Regions from separate parts of the Mus musculus genome. Here regions 1 and 3 are each linked to region 2. Evidence: chromatin contacts called from public HiChIP or PLAC-seq and promoter capture Hi-C data. All regions are on one chromosome and are shown on one strand. Each heading gives the region's core, a stretch centred on a gene start, on an enhancer-like site or on the middle of the called end of the contact. The rest is flanking DNA. Distances are from core to core; before and after follow the strand shown.

Region 1 (4,484 bases), core at 774-3,273, 190 kb before region 2:
TTGTGCAGTAAGACAATCTGTTTGAAGAAAAAAATAAGAACTTTTTTTTTTTCTTTTTGGTTTTTTGAGACAGGGTTTTACTAGGTAGACCAGGCTATCCTGGAACTAGTCTATAGACCAGGCTGGCCTCAAACTCACAAAGATTGACATTTCTCTACCTCCCAAGTGCTGAGATCAAAGATGTGCACCACCATGCCAGGCACATACTCGTTTTCTTATTTATCCTTCCAACTCTCACTCTGTAAAGGAGGAAAAGGAAGCTCAGAGAGGATGTGAAATTGGCATAAGGTCACACCACTGGTAAGTGACAGAGATGAGAGTGGAACCTCGGCTTCCTCCTCCATCTCAGGCTTCCTGCCACCACGGAGGACCTCACTCACTCACTCGGATGCTGGGTACAATGAGTCACTCGTCTGCCTTTAAAATCGCTTCAATTGTTCTGGGAAACCGTTAGCTCACAGAAGCATCTGCTGGCTCCTCACAGGCCCCTGTCCAGTCCCTTTCCTTCTGATGCCACTGTTTTCTAATTTTCAATAATTAATAATAATTTTCCTTGATTAAACATTCTAAGTGTGGTAGGCTTGATTTTCACAGATTCATTCTTTCTCTTGAACTCAGTTTTTCCTGCTCTTTAAAAAAAAAGAGTGTAACTCAGTTGCCTCCCTGAGGATTCATGGCAATCCTGGAAATCCCATTATGGCTGAGACCACAACAAAAAGCATCCCCCAGTGCTGTGTGGAGATGGAGGGATGTGGGCCATGGCGTGGGGGGGTTCCAGATGCGGTGAGCAGACTCCAGCTTGGCTGACTCAGAGGCCAGCCAGCAGCTCAGCCCAGAAGCAGGGCAGGAGGTAGGGACTGAGGTTTCCTAGGGTCCCCTGGGAAGCCCTGTCCCTTCCTAGACCAGCACCTCTGGGAAAAGGAGATTGAAGAGATGCAGGGCTGCATACAGTCTCACTACTGTGTACTAAGATGTGCTCTGCAGGGATGTGCTGCCCATATTCATCCAACTGGCCTCCAGAGCAGAGAGGCCCTTGCTCAGACACAACTCTACTTGGAGAGTCCCTTGTGTTGTACCAAAGGGACAGTGTGGCCTGAGCCTCATTCCTGAGTAGTGCTCTACAAACCAAGGCCAGAGGAGCTGAGCATACCCTGGGGAAGGGCAGGGGTTCATTATTGTCTAAGACAGTGAGTTCCTAAATCCCTCGGCAAAACACCCAGACTCCAGCACCTGCTGCACCTCAGGCCCTGAGTGGTTAGCCTCATGTCACAGTGGTGAGGACAGGGTGAGTGACTGGGGACCTAGTCTTGTGAAGCTGGGCAGCGGACATCTACACTTTTGTACTCCCTCAACAGCCAGGGCTATAGAAATGGTGCGCTGTTGCCAACAGTGCAGGAACCCAGAGAAGTCTTTTCTGTTGTACTAGCCAACCACAGGAGATATTTCTAGGCCTGCAACATAAACCAGATGCTTGAATCCTGACAGCCGACTCCTCCCTGACAGGGCTCCTCACAGCCTGGGAGCAGGTCTGGGCGCATGCGCGTCCCCAGAGCAAAGTACACAGAGCTGCTTGGTGAACGTGAGGTGAGGAGACGGAGAATCAGGGGGCATGTTTGTGTTACCCCAGACAACAACCTGATGAGATGGTAAGATTGGGGGTGGAGGCTGTAGCAGTAGTTCAGTGGGTAGAGAGCTCTAACCTTGTTCACCCATGTTTCATAACGAAACCCTGTTCAAAAAAAAAAAAAAAAAAAGATGGTGCTGACTCAGGGTTACTAAGCACTTACTACATCCTGGTCCTAAACTGAAGATTCGGTCAGATTGTTGATTTCAAGGACAATGTGGCCACCAGGAAACGATGGTCCCTCTTCTACAGGACAAAGGGACTGAAACTAGAAGAGGCTACATTACTTTCTTGAGGCCACACAGTGGCAAAGTGGCCAAGGCAGGATCCACATACAGCTCTGTCCAGCTGTCATACACTGCACCAGGCTGCCAGCAGTACCCGGAAGCCAGTGAGGCAGGATGGGGACATCTAACAGCTGGACGAGGGCCTAGGTGCCCAGGCTCTGGTTCTTTCTCCTCCTCTCTACTGTGGAATTAACCTTCTCCAGAGGGGCTTGAAGGGAGGCTGTGGCTCCTCCCTCCTGATACACATCCCAGGCCTGCCTGAGCACATTAGTCTCCGGCCTTATATCAGTGGCCCACCCAGACCTGGGGGCCCTGCCAGCTCTGCCACACAGACCGGCTAGGAGTAGCAGAGGGGTGGCCATGGGAGGGATGGTCTGGCTACAACTGCTATAACCGTGGAAGGTAGGTCCCCAGACACCAGCCGCATGGGACCACCCAGTAGCTGGGCCAGTGCTGGGAGCCCATCTGGCCTGGGATAGTGCAGCTCCTGTTCCTGTTTAGACAGTGACTGCAGCAGATGACACTGTGCTGTTGGCCCTCTACCACAGACGGTAATTGGGCCAGCCACTGGCTTTGGCTGCAGTGGGGATCGGCGGTGCCAAGGGACTGGGCTAGACTGTGAGGTACTGACACAGTGAGGGAGGCTTAGGTGACGGGAAGAACCGCTGTCCATCATGTAGGCGGGGGAGGGGGACGTGCTGCTGGTCTCAGGCTCCTTTACTCTCAATTGTCCATACACTATGTTAAGACACTGAGGTGTCAGAGGAAAAAAGGGTAGGCCAAATTCCCACAGCTTCCAAGAAGACAGGGGTGGGAATTCAGGCCTGTCTTGACAGCAGCGCTAGGGGTAGGAACTGGGAGGCATGGGCTGGCCCAAAGAAGAGGGTCCCAGCTTGAGCTGGGAATGGGAGGCGTGCAGCTGTAGCCTCTCACCTGGGGGCACCTCACACAACCATGCCTGCTCACAGACTAGCCTTCCTTTGAGGCACACGGTTCCCCCAACTTCGCCTCTGCCCTGTGCCACCTTTGTACCGGCTGACAAAGGCGATGCCTTCAGAGAGGACCCCTGCCTGGTGGAGCGCAGTGGCTTCTGCAAGCCAGGAGCAGGCAGCCAGGCTGAGCCAAAGCCCATGGCTGGCCTGGAGCCCCACAAGCCCAGGGAAGGCTCACTGCACCCTTGTTCTTCCTGGCCGTCCTGTCTCACTTCCAGCCCCAGTCTGGTTTTGGTTTTTCTCACACCCCTATCTTTTCAATATGGAAAAATTCTGCTGTGTCGAGGGGAAAAGAAACCTGCCCGGCAGGAGAACACGCAGCTTTTCCATTTTACCACTTTCTATTTTCTCTTTCAAAGTCTGAGATGAAAGACTTTTTTCCACGCTCTTTCTGCTTTGCCTGAAAAGATGACTTTCAGAATTCAGAAATGAGGAGCTGGCCCCCAGAGCTACACTTGTGTGGTTCCACCCCATAAACCATCCTGGTAAATACCAAATGAAATAACAGAGTGCCTGCTCATTAGAGCTGCGTGGTTTGCTTTGGTCTTTAAGACAGCAGCAAGCAGACCCACTGTCTGCGGGCAGCCCTGGCTCCCTGAGAGGAGGATGGAGACGATTGTATTAATTAATGCCTGCCAATTAACATCTATCATGCAAACTGGGAACTTCAGAATGAATCCTTATATAAAGTCTAGGCCTTATGGAAAGTTTGTGGCCTCTGACTGCCAGAGAGACAAATGTTTCCCAGGCTTTCAGCATGGGGCAGTCACGTGTCAGCTGGGGAGTAGACATGGTTTCCGGTGTGAGCACATGGCCTTGTTAGTAATTGCAAATGCACGTGGGCAGAGTCCCTTAGCAGGACTGACCCCTGGGGCGCAGGAGAATGCCACCCCCTCCAGCCTCCCTAGGAAATGAGGGCATAGCCTCAGGTTCCTCAGGAGATCTACAGGCGTGAGGAGGTGATGGCCCAGCCAGAGGCCCCCACCCACCCAGACAGCCGTGAGGCAGAGCAGGTAAGAAGCGTGAGGGAGGCAGCCATCTGTGTACTGGTAATGGGTTTGTTTTGCGCTGGACACTGTGCTGTGTAAAAAACTTTCACTGATCTTTCATTAACTTTATTGGCAAAAGAAAAGAAGCTGACGCATTGCTCTGCCCAACACCCTACTCCCCACTCTTGGAAACAACCCCGATTTCCTTTGGGAGAAATCAGGCCCCCCACGCTCAGAACCCACGTGCTCAGTGGGTCTGGAGCAGCTCCATCCCCTCTTCTGCCCAGGGAGTGAAAACAAATTGTATAAACTAACCGTACTGAAGAGAGGAAAGCCTCACAAACTACAAGCTATGCACATACGCCACGGAGCTGTGTAACCGAGGGAAAGAAATGCAGCTGCAGGCACATTAACACTTTACATAAGAAAGGAGACTATTCATTTCATAGAAGCAGAAAAACAAATAAAAACACAAAAGCAGAAATAACTTGAAAAATTTAAATGACATTTATGCACACTACGATGCACATGTGGAAGCCAGAAGACAGCTCTTAGAAGTAGTCTCCTGCCTCCTGCCACACGGGCTCTGGAG
Region 2 (4,258 bases), core at 1,621-4,120:
ACCAAAACTCTGAGAAAGTAAAAAGCTGGTGTTAGGTCATACAGCAGAAGGAACAGTGGGAGGCTTCAAGCCAATCTGCCTGCTTACCAAGCCAGAGCTGTAAGGAACACGCTGGGGACAGATCACAACAGTTTTCTATTATGCAGTTTTCTCTCAGCTCTGAATGCAGTTGCCCTAATAACAAATTAAAAAGCTAACTATGAAAAAAATAAAGTCAATTATGAGGCAAGTGAAAGGGCTCAGAGGTTATAAACAGAGGTTATAAAGGTGCCTACCTCCAAGCCTGAGAACCCGATACGGTAGAAGCAGAGAACAGACTCCCACAGGTTATCCTCTGACCCTCACATGCACACTGTTACATGCACAGAAATACACATAAATGTAATAAAAATATTTTTAAGAAGGGAAAAAACTAACCATCTAATTTTCTGATATGCAGGTTTGGAGCTTTGTTTTAACACAAAGGACAGGAGAAAGTCCCTAGGTGACACATAGCTTCTGCCAAGACAGGATGGGACAACTCGCGCTGCTGCTTCTAGACCTCGCACCTGCCACACAAGTGCTTCTGGAACAGGAGCCTATCCCTGCAACATCCCATGATGCTCTGAATCACCAGTGCCAATGGTAGCAAGGGAAGCCAGCATCATGGTATTTGGTCCCCCCAAAAGTCCCACGTTTCTAAAATGAAGGCAAATGCAAGCTAGCAAAGAAGTTTCTGCACCTTGTCTTCAGTCCATATAACCCAGGGTGAAAGCATGTCAGGTTAGATTAGCCAAGCACTCTCGAGGAAACACAAGGCACCCAAAGGTCACACACAGATAAAGGGTACTTCTGGAGCACAGAGGCCCTACCATATTTCTCCCTTCTGTCTCCATAAATACCTAATGAAGGTCTGCCGTGCTCTTCATCCTAAAGTCTTCTTTCTGAAACGTGGCAGAATCAAGTTGGTAGTGGGAGTATTCCAATGGGCTCTACTATAGGCCTAGCCCATCAGCTAAGATCCACACTGGACCTGGGGTCCAAAGGTCAGCCAACAAGGGAAACACGCTTCCCTTTCCATTCATCATGGCTCCCCAGGCTGCATTCCTGCCCAAGGCTGCACAGGGAGTACCATAATCTAAACCACCTCTAGTTTGGAGGAGGGAATTCCCCAACACAAATGTGATTCAAACTCTCAAGAGAAAGAGACTTTTATTTTTCTTTTTTTCTTTTTTCTTTTTCTTTGTGTGTGTGTGTGTGTGTGTGTGTTTTGTTTTGTTTTTTTTTTTTTTTTGAGACAGGGTTTCTCTGTGTAGCCCTGGCTGTCCTGGAACTCACTCTGTAGACCAGGCTAGCCTCGAAATCAGAAATTGCCTGCTTCTGCCTCCCAAGTACTGGGATTAAAGGTGTGCGCCACCACTGCCCGGCAAGAAAGAGACCTTAACTCACCTCTTGACAAGGAATTCCCCTCTGGCCCTGGAAGGTCACAATTAGGCACCAGGGATGGTCACTTTGACAACAACAAAACACACAAAAAGGCAAAAATAACTCCCAGGTGTCTGTCCCAGCTCCAAAGAGCCAAGTTCTCATTCCGCCTCTTCGCCCCCACCACGCTGCCTTTTCTATCTTTTTGAGACCAGCACTGTGAAGATCTGCATGAGCATCTGCTACCATGAGATCCAGAACCCTTCCGAGCATAGCATCAACGACTACTCTTGAAGAGCACACATTTTCCAACAGCTGATCAACCAATGAAACCTAACCACCCCGAAATCCAGCCAAGCTCCTTCAACAGCAACAGGGGAGTAAAACAAAAACAACAACAACAACAACAAAGGCAGTGTGCCCACTTAGGGCTCGGTTTGGCTCAGGAAAGCAGTCGGCCTATTAACCAGGGCAGCTGCGATCCTTGTACGACTCAGCAAAGACACAGGCTGCCCTGGCCTGCCCCTCCAAGAGACAACCATGGATGCCTCCAGAGCCTGCAGAAAACCCAAAGCCCCAAGACGGCGGCGGAGAGGGCAGCTTCTTCCTTCTCCAAAAAGGGTCCCACTCACCCTCAGGCTAGTCCTCACCTGCAGCCCTGCTTCCGGACCTGCCAATGATCCTCAGCCCCGCCCCCTGCCTCCCCCCGCCCCCGCCCCTACAGGGTTTCCCCAGCCCCGCCCACTGCACCTGTGCTTTTCCCTAGACTCTCCTTGCAGCCCCTCCCATTGCCACCCCATGCCCCGCCCCTCGCACCTGAGCCCTTTCCCCGCCGCTAACCTACACACAGGTTCCCTTTCTGGTCCCAGAGACCTGAGCTCCCTCCAGACCCCACGCCTCGCGCCCAGGCTCCGCCCCCAATCCATCAGGCCGCGGGACCCGCCTCCTGCACCTGCGCCCTTTCCCCCCCAACACCACCACCACCACCACCACCCCCCCCCCCCGCTCCGCCATCTCCCCGACAACCACACGCTGTCATTCGCGTCCCTGGGACCCGAGCTGGCCATGGTCCCGCCCCCCCCTCCAACCCCAAGCCGAGGTCCCACCCTCGAGCCGAGGCCCCGCCCCACCCCCTCCGGCCGGGGATCCCGCCCCGCCCGCCCCCATTCTCCCCCCCCCTCCGCCCCCCGCACCTGCAGCGGCTCGCGCCCAGGGCCCCGCCCCGCCAGCCGCTCCTCTCACCGCTGTAGTCCGGGCTGGTCACCTTGACGAGGGCCGCAGTGGCTGCCACCGCTTCTTCATGGTCTTGCGAGAGGCCCAGCGGCAGCGGCGCCTTCGTTCCGAGACCGGGGCCGGATTGAGGTTGAGCCAGGCGCAAGCTTGAAACGCGAGGCCGACGCGGGAGCCCAGCCGGTGCCCAGCCGCAGTAGGAACCGTCCACTCCTGGGCCTGAGCGGCGGCCGGCTCAGCCAATCGGCGCGCGGCACCATACCAGGGTTCTCCAACCAGCTTGCCGTAGGGGCGGAGACACGCAAATGAACCGGCTGGTTGCACCAGTGCGCAGCCGCTGCAGCAGCGGTCCCCGTTCCCCCCACCCCCCCACCCCCCACCCCACCAGCCGCGGCCTGCGCTTCGGTCTTGCAGACGCTCAGGCTTGCAAGGATGCTCTGCTGTTCTCGTCGGGCTCAGCCGCCCGCCACGCCCACCCCCTGCCTAGAAATAGACTCAGTCTACAAACATCCTTCCAGGCCTCACCCAGTGTCCTTCTTAAATTCCTACCTAGAGTTTATCGTTTTCAACAACAACATCAAAAAAAAAAAAAAAAAAAAAAAAAAAAAAAAAGGCTTTGTGAGCAAGACATCATCACCTTAGTCCCATTCTTCACAAACCTATCCCTAGGTTTCTTTATGTGATTCTAAATCTGTCAAATTGACAATCACAGTCAATCCAATAACACACTTCGAGGTCCTTGAGACTGACCCATGGTTTTCACAACAGGTAAAAGTTAGGCCTGAAGAGGGTCTTGCCCAAGACCATAGCGTTCAAAGCAGGGAGAATGGGCCTGGAAGCTGTCTCCCTGCACCCAGACCCTTTTATGGCTGGGCCAGGCAAACGCAGTGAGTAGAGCTTAAATCATCTGGCTTAAAGGCAGAGATACTAAGTTACAAAGACCGTGGAAGCCAGTGGGTGGCTGTGAATCCCTAAAGTCAGAACCACAGCAAAATTCTGTTACGCCTACAAGAGAAAGGAGGGTAGGATGCTCTTTGGACTTGTAGACAAGATCATTTTGATAACGTAATTTTTGCTGCTATGGCGTCGCTTATGGAAAGATTTAGATACTGCACTATTTAAAAGAAGAGGGAGAGGAAAACAAGAGAATCAGCAGAAATTAAACCACTTTAAGAGTGAGGTGAGGGAATAGGGGATCTCTGAGGCAAACGTCTGCTATTTTGCATGAAGAACACAGTGATGCCCGAAGGATAGTCTTAAACTGTTTCCCTTAGATAAAACAAGAGATGCATGGTGTGAGGATTCTTTTAGAAAATTTGGAATCCAGAGAGGCTGAGAGCTGAGCGCAAGCTTGAGGAAGCTTGGGTAGATGGCTATAAAGTTAGGAGTGATGGTCTAGCGTAAAGTGGAGTGCTCAGGACACGCATAAGAAAATGGACGTAGCCAGGCGGTGGTGGCGCTCGCCTTTAATCCCAGCACTTGGGAGACAGAGGCAGGCGGATTTCTGAGTTCGAGGCCAGCCTGGTCTACAAAGTGAGTTCCAGGATAGCCAGGGCTACACAGAGAAACCCTGTCTCGAAAAACCAAAAAAAAAAAAAAAAAAAGAAAAAGAAAAAGAAAGAAA
Region 3 (4,586 bases), core at 576-3,075, 220 kb before region 2:
CAGGGGGAGACCTAGAATCCACTCATCTATGAAGAGGGGCATGTGGTCTGGAGGAGACCTGGGAGTGCACAGAGGATCCAGTGGGGCTGAGCACTGGCTGCCTGAAGGTTAGGATGAAAGGGGCTCAGGAAGTGGCAAGATGGCAACTGAGCTGTGAAGAGACAACGTGGTGCTCTTCTGTGTGCCCAGTCTACAGGAAAGCCCAGACTGTTCAGACTCTCTTTGAAGCAGGCACGAGAGCAGATACACAGTGGGAGCAGACTTTTAGCTGGACCCCTGGGTGAGGGTCAGCTAGCTTCTAGCTCCTCTGGCCTGCCTGGGGCTGGGTTCTGATGAGATGCAATCATAGCCCCACTGATATCTATCTCCTCAGCCAAGAAACAGTAGGCCAAGATCCCCTCTGCAGAGCAGAGAAAAGGCAGCTGGGAGCAGGGCTGTTCAAGGGCTGGGCATATGCATAGAAGAGCCAGGAGGCGGCCAGTGCTCAGAGACAGTTTACTTGAGAGTATATGCTATAGAAATTCAGTGACCTAGATCGTACAAAATACTGCTGCCTGTAGTGGTCATGATGGCATACATTTCCATTGTGCAAGGCATGCCCCCATGGCACCCTCTTTCCTGCTGGCTCCACTCTCAGTCAGCACTGACAGGGCCCACAGAGCCTGCCTACATGGTTCCCGTGCAGGCAGCCGTGCTAACTAAGCAGCTACCGAGTGACTGATGAGAGAAGAGGAATGGATGAGTGAAAGGACAAACAACGGAGGGAACACAACACCCAGGTGTACTGCTGTGGGTCTCGGCACCATGCCTGAGCATGCTGCTGGAGTGGCCAGGGGAGGCACTGGGTTGCCTGTGGCCTTCTTTTACAAGGTGGCCCCAGGAATCCCCACCTGGACCAAGAGTTTTGGAGTCTGTCCCATGGGGCCTGTGGGGTTCTCCTTTCACAGCTATGGGGCAGCGTCAAGGCTGCAGGCAGTCTATGCATGGCAGTGGCCAGACAGAGCCTGTGCACAGGGAACGCCCAGCCTGGGCCAACGAGTCTCTCTGCTCTGTTGGAAGTGTACAGATAGGATGACTTCTGGGCACTTTCCAATTACAGGGACTGAAGCCCTAGCTTCAAAAAAGGAGCGTTCACACCAGGTGCATGTGTGTATGTTCTGTGTGGTGTAGTGCATACCACATGCAGGCGAATGCAGACACCCAGGAGTATATAAATGAATTAAGGAGGTGTCTGCCTGTGTGCATGTGTGTGAGATTTGTGTTTAGTATTCGCCCACAGGTGTGACAGTGAAACTGTACATATGTAACTGGGTATAAGCATTGTATATATACATGCAAATGTGTGACTATGGATGAGATTGGGCATATGTAAGACTGTGTAACCATGGCCATGTCTATAGCTAAACTGTATAACTGTGCACATGAACACATAAGGCTATATAACTTTGTGCATGTGTACTTGTGAGAGTACACAGATGCACACAGTCCCCTAGGCACTGGTGGAGGAACCATCCTGAAGGCCAATGGAAGCCTGCACCTTGGAGATCTTTTTCATCACTATATTTCCCTGTGTGTCCTCAGACTTCTAGTCAGCAAGGTACCTTTCACCACCTGCACTGCCAAGTCTTCCTGGATTCCTCATGGTGGCCCAAGAAGTATTGGGACATGGAATACATGCTGCAGGTGAATTCCTGATGAGAGGCGGATGGGAGCGTGCATACTTGGAACAGATGGGCTGATGGGAGTCACAACCACGCATGGTAGGGTTCAAAAATGTCCGAGGCCTGAGGCTGCACTGGTGCAATACTCTCAGGTATCACTAGATGGAGCCACATGCCCATCTCAAGACTTCCAACAGGCCTCAGGCTTAGAGGTTCAGGATTCATTGCAGGCCTACCAGGCTCCCAGGTTTCCTCTAGCTGGCTTGGACCAAGTGCTCTGAGTGTCAACTGACAAAAGAAGGGAGGGAGCAGGTAGAGAGCCCTTTCTAAGCCTGTGTATACATCCACAAATGCATGAGTGTATAACTGAATTATGAATGTGTCCACCTGTGTGCACGTGTAAGTGTGAGATTAGTGTTTACTATGTGCACACTGAGGTGTGACCATGTAATTATGCATATGTCATGAATGGTTGGGGAGGGGCCCCTGACTCCAGCTCCCTGGGCCCTGAGAGGCCTTGCTGAGGCCACACTCACCTTTCCAGCCCTGCAGACATTTCTTCACTAAACTCTGAGCTCTCACTACTGCCTGGAAAAGGAACACAGATCAGTGAGCATGGCAGCCTCGAAGAGAGGGGCCTGTTTTCCTGGGCTCCCAGTCACTGGGCCCCGGTCCCCAAGCTCACAGCATTCTGACCCTGTGGGTCACAAAAGGAGTTGAGTTTCTGTTGTTATGTCTGTCTCTTCTCTGGGGAGGTTCAAAGAACATTCAGTCCCACCGCTCTCAAGAGTACCCTCCACTCCCTTCCCACTGCCTACCCTCTGGCTTGGAAGGCCAGGGTCCTCACATCTGTCTGCACTGATGCCTGCCTGTTGCCCCACAGGCTCTCCTGAGGGCAAAGGCAGGGTGAGCACTTCTGGCCCAAGGGACAGGTAGATGGATCTGCCTGCACAAGAGATGCACGGAGGCTGCAAGGGGGTGTCAGTGCAGTGCCCTGCCCACAGTCAGTGCAGTCCCCTGCCCACAGTCAGTGCTGTCCCCTGCCCACAGTCAGTGCTGTCCCCTGCCCACAGTCAGTGCAGTCCCCTGCCCACAGTCAGTGCAGTCCCCTGCTCACAGTCAGTACAGTCCCCTGCCCACAGAGTCAGCACAGTCCCCTGCCCACAGAGTCAGTCAGTGCTGTCCCCTGCTCACAGAGTCAGCGCAGTCCCCTGCCCACAGAGTCAGTCAGTGCTGTCCCCTGCCCACAGAGTCAGTCAGTGCTGTCGCCTGCCCACAGTCAGTGCAGTCCCCTGCCCACAGAGTCAGCGCTGTCCCCTGCCCACAGTCAGTGCAGTCCCCTGCTCACAGTCAGTACAGTCCCCTGCCCACAGAGTCAGTCAGTGCAGTCCCCTGCCCAAGGTCAGTGCTAAGGCCTAAGCTGGGATCCTTTGCCTTCCTAGTCTCTTCCAGGCCCACCTTCTAGAGCTGACCATGGTGTGCTGGGCCTGAGTGGGACAACCTGGCTCACGAGGCCTGGTGTTGTTAAGTGAGCAGCACTCGGCTTCCCTCCTGGCATGTGCATCTGTGGGCCTGGCCTCTGTATTGTCTTAGACTATGTAGGCTCTAAAGCTCAGAGCCCTGCTAGAAAAATCTCTAAGACTAAACAGTGGGAAAGGGTAAAGAGCCTGGCCTGAGTAGAACCCCTATTCCCTGCTGTATGGGTTGGAGGTGGGGGGAGTGCAGCTTAGCACGACATCCACTAGGGCACACACTCTGCCACTTTCTCAGACCTTTCAGCTCAAGCAGAAAATGTCCTGAGTTCCCTGACTTGATGAGCCGGAGCCAAGCAATCTTGTGATCTACCCTGGATGCTGGACAGCACAGCACCTGACTGGCTCTCAGGAACGGCAGCCCAGATTCAGGCACAGCTCAGAGTTTCCTGGATATCAAACAGCTGCTCTGAGCTCAACTGTGCATTCATGGAGTCTCATAAGAACCCAGGTCCCATCCTATACTCTAAGATGAGGTCCATGAGTGGAACCTACGAGGCTGAGGGATCAGTGCCCAAGAACACAGCGAAGGCTCAGAAAGAGGCTTGATTACCTTTCCCTAGCTCAGGAGCTTGAACCACTTCTTCCAAGCCACACCTGAGCCTAAAATGCAATGTCCACACTTCCTATACTTTGGCCTGTGGCCAGACAGGATGAGCTCTTCTGAAGACATAAGGCAGGTATGAGACTTCATCACAACATTGCTAGGAGGCAGCTGCCCTGTGCTAAAGTTGTTCCTGACTCCCACACCAGGGACATTGTGGCATGAGATGCCCGCCTGGTGTTCCTGCTGCCTGCTTCTCCAAGCTCCTGGCCCTCTGCCCCACTGTCTTCACCAGGTCCAACAGCAGCCCACCACCGTTGCTAGGAGGACTCTGCTATGTAAGGCAGACAATCACACAGGGACACTGGAAGGCAAGGGCCATCAAGAGAGTACTGGGCTGGTGACAGCAATCATAGGATAGTGTCACCTGTCACAGATGACCTGAGATCTCTGAATGCAGTTCTGAGCTAGCCTCAGCCACTAATATTAACATTTATCTGCTGGCAACAGCAGCCCTGTGTCTGTAACTCCGTGGAACAGACTCTCTGTCTGCCTCTGTCCAGTAGGGTAATGCCATTCCTGAAGTCTTCATCTTCCCTTCTGGGTACAGCTAAGCATACAGCAGGAAGCAATGGACCACCTACCTACTGCTCCAAGCAAGGCTTTGGAATCCCCCTGGGACATAAATGCCACCAAGGTAGCAGCTGGCCTCAGGGGTTGAGGTGGACTCAAGTCTAGCTTCCTTCTTCAATCTGACTGTCCATTTGGGGACCACCAGAAGGAGAAGGCCAAGCCAGGGCTCTTCCTGCAGCAGAAGACTCTTGTAGGGAGCCATTCTTTAAGGGTGAG

What was found. Promoter capture Hi-C pulls out the DNA fragments that hold promoters and counts their contacts. HiChIP or PLAC-seq counts read pairs in DNA pulled down with a chosen protein or histone mark.
Region 1: a contact with region 2 is called in a promoter capture Hi-C map of the HPC-7 cell line, with 2.3 times the contacts expected there. The contact joins the enhancer-like site here to the promoter of Ralgps1 in region 2. A contact is called at or near these places in 17 of 39 promoter capture datasets (the 3T3-L1 cell line, 3T3-L1-derived adipocytes, the C10 cell line and 13 more), 1 of 15 datasets of contacts at CTCF or cohesin (large pre-B cells), 1 of 484 Hi-C or Micro-C datasets (bone marrow-derived macrophages), 19 of 115 datasets of contacts at active chromatin or transcription factors (the 230-238 cell line, the SCID.adh cell line, bone marrow-derived macrophages and 12 more) and 3 of 9 other capture datasets (adipose tissue, liver and macrophages).
Region 3: a contact with region 2 is called in an H3K4me3 HiChIP or PLAC-seq map of bone marrow-derived macrophages, with 3 times the contacts expected there. The contact joins the enhancer-like site here to the promoter of Ralgps1 in region 2. A contact is called at or near these places in 11 of 39 promoter capture datasets (the C10 cell line, the HPC-7 cell line, the SN4741 cell line and 6 more), 1 of 15 datasets of contacts at CTCF or cohesin (the NIH/3T3 cell line), 4 of 484 Hi-C or Micro-C datasets (3T3-L1-derived adipocytes, bone marrow-derived macrophages, embryonic fibroblasts and 1 more), 23 of 115 datasets of contacts at active chromatin or transcription factors (the 230-238 cell line, the SCID.adh cell line, bone marrow-derived macrophages and 15 more) and 4 of 9 other capture datasets (adipose tissue, liver, macrophages and 1 more).

Annotation. Positions count from the first base shown.
Region 1 is chr2:33,176,353-33,180,836 of GRCm38.p6, forward strand. All of the region lies in intron 8 of Ralgps1 (Ral GEF with PH domain and SH3 binding motif 1), which reads right to left. It overlaps Gm13528 (a long non-coding RNA gene), which reads left to right. Exons shown (of 3, transcript XR_866131.3): 1 at 1-1,646. Among named protein-coding and RNA genes, the nearest start is that of Gm13528, 3.3 kb to the left of the region's middle. Within about 2 kb of position 2,024, at least 63 of the 459 cell types and tissues checked have an H3K27ac peak or open chromatin away from gene starts, as enhancers often do. A contact at or near this core is called in the HPC-7 cell line, adipose tissue, forebrain and 3 more, where this site is marked.
Region 2 is chr2:33,368,624-33,372,881 of GRCm38.p6, forward strand. Ralgps1 (Ral GEF with PH domain and SH3 binding motif 1) reads right to left here and starts at 2,871. Exons shown (of 20, transcript NM_175211.5): 1 at 2,647-2,871.
Region 3 is chr2:33,153,091-33,157,676 of GRCm38.p6, forward strand. Ralgps1 (Ral GEF with PH domain and SH3 binding motif 1) reads right to left here. Exons shown (of 20, transcript NM_175211.5): 14 at 2,198-2,249. Among named protein-coding and RNA genes, the nearest start is that of Gm13528, 20 kb to the right of the region's middle. Within about 2 kb of position 1,826, at least 16 of the 459 cell types and tissues checked have an H3K27ac peak or open chromatin away from gene starts, as enhancers often do. A contact at or near this core is called in bone marrow-derived macrophages, embryonic limb bud and neural stem cells, where this site is marked.